Regions from separate parts of the Danio rerio genome. Here region 2 is linked to region 1. Evidence: chromatin contacts called from public HiChIP or PLAC-seq data. All regions are on one chromosome and are shown on one strand. Each heading gives the region's core, a stretch centred on a gene start, on an enhancer-like site or on the middle of the called end of the contact. The rest is flanking DNA. Distances are from core to core; before and after follow the strand shown.

Evidence for each region. HiChIP or PLAC-seq counts read pairs in DNA pulled down with a chosen protein or histone mark.
Region 2: an H3K4me3 HiChIP or PLAC-seq map of embryo shows a contact between it and region 1, with 4 times the contacts expected there. The contact joins the enhancer-like site here to the promoter of fbxo45 in region 1. A contact is called at or near these places in 7 of 18 Hi-C or Micro-C datasets (caudal fin, embryo, hematopoietic stem cells and 1 more) and 3 of 4 datasets of contacts at active chromatin or transcription factors (caudal fin, embryo and gastrula embryo).

Annotation. Positions count from the first base shown.
Region 1 is chr24:32,617,776-32,621,219 of GRCz12tu, reverse strand. It overlaps fbxo45 (F-box protein 45), which reads left to right and starts at 1,522. Exons shown (of 3, transcript NM_200595.1): 1 at 1,522-2,011. The coding sequence starts at 1,679.
Region 2 is chr24:32,793,418-32,797,240 of GRCz12tu, reverse strand. No RefSeq gene overlaps it. Among named protein-coding and RNA genes, the nearest start is that of tecrl2a, 43 kb to the left of the region's middle. Within about 2 kb of position 1,985, at least 4 of the 62 cell types and tissues checked have an H3K27ac peak or open chromatin away from gene starts, as enhancers often do.

The sequences.
Region 1 (3,444 bases), core at 273-2,772:
GATCTGAAACCCACTTCACAGGCAGTGATGTGGTTCATGGTGGCTCGAAAGACCCACCCCTACTGACAAGGGTACAGAATTTGTCCCACATTGGCTGATTTGTCCTGTTTTGACTGCTTTTTCATCATAAATTGTGAAAATAACCCATCCAAGGACCAAACGGAATCCATTCGTGATTTCAACTAATCGGTTTTGGCCAATGCAAACCAATATTCTTTCATGAGTCCAACATCTGTGCAAGAAAACATACAATCGGACAAGAGTAAAGCCATCTTTCACTACTGACCCTACTGTTTTGTTGGTAAATAGAGAAAACATTTTACAAGTAACTTTTATTCTAAATTTTGGACATTATATATGGAAAAAAAGATCAATAAAAAGGTGTGAAGCACCAAAAGCGGTCCATATTAAAGTTAATTTTAATACTAATCAGGCTTTGAATTTTTTTACAAGAGAAAAATCTATAAAAATTTGTGAAGCTCTACATTAATACTATTATTGTTATTGTATTTTAAGTTCTAACAGAAGAAAGCTAAATGTGCTGGCCAGAATATTTTGCCTAATAAATTTAATTAAGCTACAGTTTTTAATTAAAAATGTAATGAATCCTTTTTTTTTTCTTAATGATAAATCATGTAATAAATAAGTATTTTAAATATGTTTTTTCAAAATGTAAAAAAAAAGGTTTGGTACAATAAAAGGTTTGTTTCTGATGACCATCTGACGAGCTATTTTAACAAAAAGTGCTTAAAATGTCACTAAAATGCAGTATTTAAACCTCATAATTAAACAGAAAATGAGGCGAATAACTGCAAAATTCAGTGGAGTAAATGTTTTCAACATAAAATTGTCTCTTTTGCCCTCTAGTGTGCCATTTACAGTAGTCAAACAAATATAAAGGCATTTTCCTCAAGAGAAAGCAAAGGTCCACTTTTTAAGAAAAAATAACTACCCCTTTTACCAGACTGGCTACAGGCCTGCTTTATATTGTAAATCTAGCATGCAGTGGAAACAACTGATTTTGAAAGAAATCAGACCTTAAATGTGGCAATTTTATAATGGAAAGACAGTTTAGCGGAAGCGCTGAGGCTGGCTGAAATTAAAAGTCAGTGTGCATATACCCCACTGACTTCCATAACAGGAAAAATACTATAACATTTTTATAGGTAATTAATTACGTGCTCAACATTTAAAAAATTAACTGGTCTATGAGTCCAAAAACGATGACAGAATGATGACATTTAGTGGGAACTATCCCTTTAAGACCGGTTTTGTAGACCAGTTCAATCAGTTCACTGAAACGATCCGACTCACAATAATGATTCATTCACGAATCCGTTATCACTTCTAATTTGAAGCAGAAACAGATATCATACCACGTTTACCATATTATAATGTCGGACGTTACGGTACGTGTAAAAAGTTACTGATATTTAAATGAATTTGAAATTTTCTTAAATCCATTCTAATCACTGAACTTGGATTTACTGAACGCACGCCGTCCAGGACCTTTACAATAGTCACATAGCTTAGATTTGATCCGTTTGGCCGCAACTGCAATAACACTGGGAGATGTGTCAAGCGAACGTGCTTCACGGGGCCGCGGCGGGGTTCTGACCCGCTCTTCAACCCGGCTGTGCGGCGATATCAACGCTTGCTCTCGGCGGAGGAGTCTGTCATGTCTGGCGCAGTGGCCACTGGAGGGGCGCAGTCCGCGGGTCTGGGCGCTGCCGCCGCGGGCTGCTGCTCCTCCGCGTCGGGCGCCGGTTCTGCCGCATTATTAAGCGCAGGATCGGGCATCGCAGGCCGGTTACCGAGCCGTGTTCTCGAGCATATATTCTCATATCTAGAGCTGATGGATCTGCTAAACTGCTCGCTCGTTTGCTGGCACTGGAACAACTGTCTGTCGGATGAAAACAGCGAGGTGTGGCGGAGTCTGTGCGCCCGTTCACTGAGTGATGAAGCGATGCGCTCTGATATCCTCTGCAACCTGGCTTCATATAAAGGAAAAGTAAGATTGTGTAGCTCAATTCTCATTAATGCCTTCTTTAACATAAACAACAATGCAGTACTTATGATCATGCATAACATTTCTGAATTCCTGTTCTGTTTAATGGACATATTTTCTTCAGTGCATGAATGGTGAGAGAATGTTGTATTATTTGCTTTTAGTTTAAAGTAAGAAAGGTCAATTTATTATTTTAATATTTTCGTATTTCATCATATCTTTTTGATACAGTTATGTTACTAGGTAAACTACCGAGACGGCGCTAATGGTCTTCAGTATGACGTCATTTGTAAATATTGAGCCCAGAGACAGGCAAATCAATAGGTAGTCTGCAATTGATGGGCACAAATGTCCTGACAATTGGTCATATACATATAGACGACTTAATTTTTGAAATATTCTACTGACAGGTCGTGTGATAGCTTAAGATTTATTCTAAACAATTACCATACTCATGCAATGAACATAAGATATGACTGATGAAAGAAAGCATAAACCATCCTATTCAATAATGAAAATGATAATAAATCATAGCAATAATAATGAGAGTTTTCTTTAATTTTTTTAATAACTTTTGCAAATAAAAATGTCAACACATATGTGAAATAATGTTTCTGTAGTTAGCGTAACATTTATGTAAAATCAAAACAAATGTAATTCTTACCTGGACATCTGAAAATATGTTAACAAAAAGAGATATTTGGAATTATTAAAACCCCTTGCTAACAAATGCATTAAATCTAGCATTTGGCAAAATATATCAATTTAAAATTAATTAGTAGTTTTTATAGACTAGATCTTGTAAGATTCTTGTTCTGAAATGCTTGATTATTTCTCGTTGTATAAAATATTGTTTTCATATATTGTTAATTATTAAAGTTGTTATTTTTTATAGGCATGGGATAATAACCGATTCCACTGTTTACCATGGTTTAGAAAAGTCAAGGTTATAAAACCGCAATTTGTTCTGTTATACCGTTCCTAAGGTATATGTAAGAGTTTTTTCTTTGTTTTTTTTTTAAAACATGATGTAAAGAAATCAGTGTTTTTTAAACTAACGAAGAGAGCAGAAGTCATTGATTTATTTTCAATATTTAGCCTATCATGTTTACTGTTTCAAAATATTTTAATATGTTATAACATATTATATGTTTCCTAAAATAAAATATATATTGTGTTCAATGTGGAAAAAGTTTTTTTTTTTTAACCCAAACATTTAAAATGAACTCATTTTAGAGCAATAATCGCAATACTGTGAAACAGTGATCTTTTTATTTAAAGTTATCATACCGTCAGAAATGCATACCGGCCCATGCCTAATTTTTTTTACCCATATAAAGAAAGTAACACATAGGGTTGTAACAATATACCGGTATGACGGTTTACCACGATTTGAACGTGCATGATTATCATACCATGAACAATTGCATATCAAC
Region 2 (3,823 bases), core at 736-3,235, 180 kb before region 1:
CCAGAGATTTACGAATGGCGTCCATGTCAGTTCGTATATCCTTCCCATAAATGTATGCTGTGCCAGAGGTGGGAGGAAACATGCCGGTGAGAACAGACCTGTAGAAAAGAAGAGAAAACATCCAACGCATGATGTTACCATATATAAACAAAGATCAATATCGGTGAGTTTGGAGACTGTACGTACATTGTGGTAGTTTTTCCTGCACCATTGTGGCCGAGGAAGGCAGTGATCTGACCCTCATAGAAGGTGAGACTCAGACCATCCACAGCAGGTCTAGAGCTGCCGCTAAACACCTTATACAGATTCTCCACACACACTCCAGCCACCAAACCTGATGGTTCGGGCTCAAAAAATACCTTCCCTAAAGGAATACAAGATTGGAAAGTTATTAAGATGGCTCCACACCGTAAAATAAACTCTTGTTGCCTTTCTTTTAGTCGAATCTCATTAATTTTTCTAGTCATCTCAAATTACATTAATCAAACTAACTAAAAATATTAAGTTAAACTTTGTATAACCTAAAAAAATGAGATTAAAAAACGATTATTTTAAGTCAGAATTGCAAGTTATGAAGTCAGAAATCTGAGTTAGAAAGTCGCTATTCCGAGTTATAATGTCACAATTCTGAGTTATAAATTCGAAGTTATAAAGTCGCTATTCCGAGTTATAAAGTCGCTATTCCGAGTTATAATGTCACAATTCTGAGTTATAAATTCGAAGTTATAAAGTCGCTATTCCGAGTTATAAAGTCGCTATTCCGAGTTATTAAGTCAGAACTCCGAGTTATAAAGTCGCTATTCCGAGTTATAATGTCACAATTCTGAGTTATAAATTCGAAGTTATAAAGTCGCTATTCCGAGTTATAAAGTCAGAACTCCGAGTTATAAAGTCGCTATTCCGAGTTATTAAGTCAGAACTCCGAGTTATAAAGTCGCTATTCCGAGTTATAATGTCACAATTCTGAGTTATAAATTCGAAGTTATAAAGTCGCTATTCCGAGTTATAAAGTCAGAACTCCGAGTTATAAAGTCGCTATTCCGAGTTATAAAGTCAGAACTCCGAGTTATAAAGTCGCTATTCCGAGTTATAAAGTCAGAACTCCGAGTTATAAAGTCGCTATTCCAAGTTATAAAAGTCACAATTCCAGGTCATTCAGAATTGCAACTTAATAACTCTGAATTCTGACTTTATAATTCGGAATTGCATCTATAACTCGGAATTCTGACATTATAACTTGAAATTGCTACTTTATAACTTGGATCTGCGACTTTATAATTCAGAATTCTCACTATAGCTCGGAACTCTGACTTTATAACTCGGAATTACAACTTTATAACTCTAAATTTTGACTTTATAACTCAAAATTGTGACTTTATAACTCGGAAATGCAACTTTATAACTCAGAATTCTGACTTTATAACTCGGATTTGCGAAATTATAACTTGGATTTCTGACTTTGTAACTCGGAATTGCCACTTTATAACTCAGAACTCTGACTTTATTACTCGGAATTGCAACTATAACTTGGTATTGTGACTTTATAATTTATTATTTATATTTAATTATTTATATATATTTTTTTACATTTTATTAAACATTTATTTTTTTATTATTCTGTGGCAGAAATGGGCTTCCATATTTTCCGTTAAACATCACCTGGGGGAAAAAAACTGATCAGAGGGTTTTATATTTATTCTTAGTGTATTTATAATTATTTTAAAACAAATTTAAAAAGCTTTTAAAATATTATTAACAAAGAATGAATTGGAAAAACAAAATCTGAAGTATCTATTATTTTGTATGAAACCATGGCTACCATGGTAAATGTTTAATAGGAAAAGCTACGTTTACACCATGATCCGTGAGAAGAAAGGAATGTTACAGTCACAGGTAACAGAATAAACATCCCTAACGTTTCTAATATACATTAACTGGTAATAAGACAAACACAGAAACCAGCATTCCAATCCACCAGCCGAACAAACAGACACAAGGTCAGTGTATTTCCAGAAAGGACACTCACAGAGGTGAATTTGTGCATCAAGTGTGTACATGTGGACTTGTGAGTCATATACATGCCTGGCGCCACATTATACAGTGTGCTTGAACTTAAGACAGGCTGGCAAGTGCTGATGGATAATGCCAGCCAAACTAAGACTGCAGTAATTACTCCCATAGGACTCCGTCGGTTCAAAGCCAAGAAACCTGCTGGATGCCTGCGCTCTAGTCAAGCAGATAAGCCTGGTAAGGTGTAGGGATTCATCTGATGGGATCCTTTCCAAGGGGTAAGAAAAGAAACAACACCTTCCTGTTTGTTGTAATAGGCTCCTTCACAAAATACTGTACAGCAAAATGAAAGTTTTCCCCTGAAAGATACTATATATATTTTTTAAGAAAGTATTATGTACTTTGGAGAGCCACAATACATCTGACAGAATAAACAACGAAATATGAAATTATTTATAGGGTTTCTAAATTTAAACACATTTCAATCACTTTCCAGGTGTATTCTCGAACTTTTTTGGCACTTTACAAGTGTGGCAAATTACCAACCCAGTCTTATTATTGATACATACCCCTGCATACATTTCTGGACAGCAGGAAATACGTCTCAGGAGCCACGTTTTTTTGCAGCTTTTGTTTTCGCGTATCCGCCAGAAGCCACTGTGTACGCTTTTTCAGATCTCAAATTTGTCTCACGAGTGCCATTCGAGCCTGCTGTTGTTGTGCAAATCTACCAGAGGCCGCTGTCGACTACCTGACTGACTGACTGACCGACAGACGGTCCGACCGGCCAACGTATATCCCCACCCACCCCATTCTCTATACCCAACCGACAGTGTTTCCAAAAGCACTGATCCACCCACCACCTTCCCTAAACCCTTTTAAAACTTAAACTTTTAAAAACAATCCAGAAAAAGAAAAGCCCTCGTGGCCTCCTGATTTTTACAACGTTTTCAGATCTTACCATGTTCTCGCCCTGTTATTTACTTGTTTGTTTATTTTTTGCCTTTTGTTTTTGTTCTACCTACTTTATTTAATCGTTCTTTGCTGGAGTCGAACCCCGTCATCGTGGTCAACATCTCTCTGCATCTTACATCTGACGACATACAAAGCAAGCCATTGGGCAAAGTGGTAGCAGCAGAAAAGCAGTCCACATGGAGGTAAGCAGTCAGCTAGTAGCGCGAAAAGAAACAGAAGCCGTCGGTGGCATTATACCGCCCCGTAGCATTAATTTTAAAGACGAAATGCAGCCATACTTAGCTTTGGCTACATAATTTGCGCTCTCCAGAAACGTATACAGGGGTACGTTTTCACAATGAGCCAGTGTTGCAAATTACATAATTAAATACTTTATAAATAAATAAATCTGACTTCAACACTGTTTTGTCTCGTTTCTAGTCTAAATATCTAAAAATTCCTAAATCAAGAGGCTTTTTTTAGTCTAGTCAGGAAAAAATATATAGGCATGTTATCAGAAATAATGTCAAAATGAACATAAATGAAATTTTTCTTTAAACAAGCAAAATAATTTGCCAACAGGTAAGTAAAATAATCTTGTTTTAGCTTTGAAGAAAGTTTATTTTCCGTACCCAATTAGCAGATTATTTAGCTTGCTTTAAGGGAAAAACCCAATATATTTTTATAATATTTCTGAAAACGAGGCAGTTTTTGCTTTTTGGTTTAAAAGTTTTTTTTAAACTAGAAGCAAAACAAAAACTTGAACAGTGAATGTTTTTAATCTTTTATTTTATATATTTTTTAGTTTTTTAATTTTTGCATTTACAAAGTGGTAATCTTAGTGCATTTGTTTTCATTT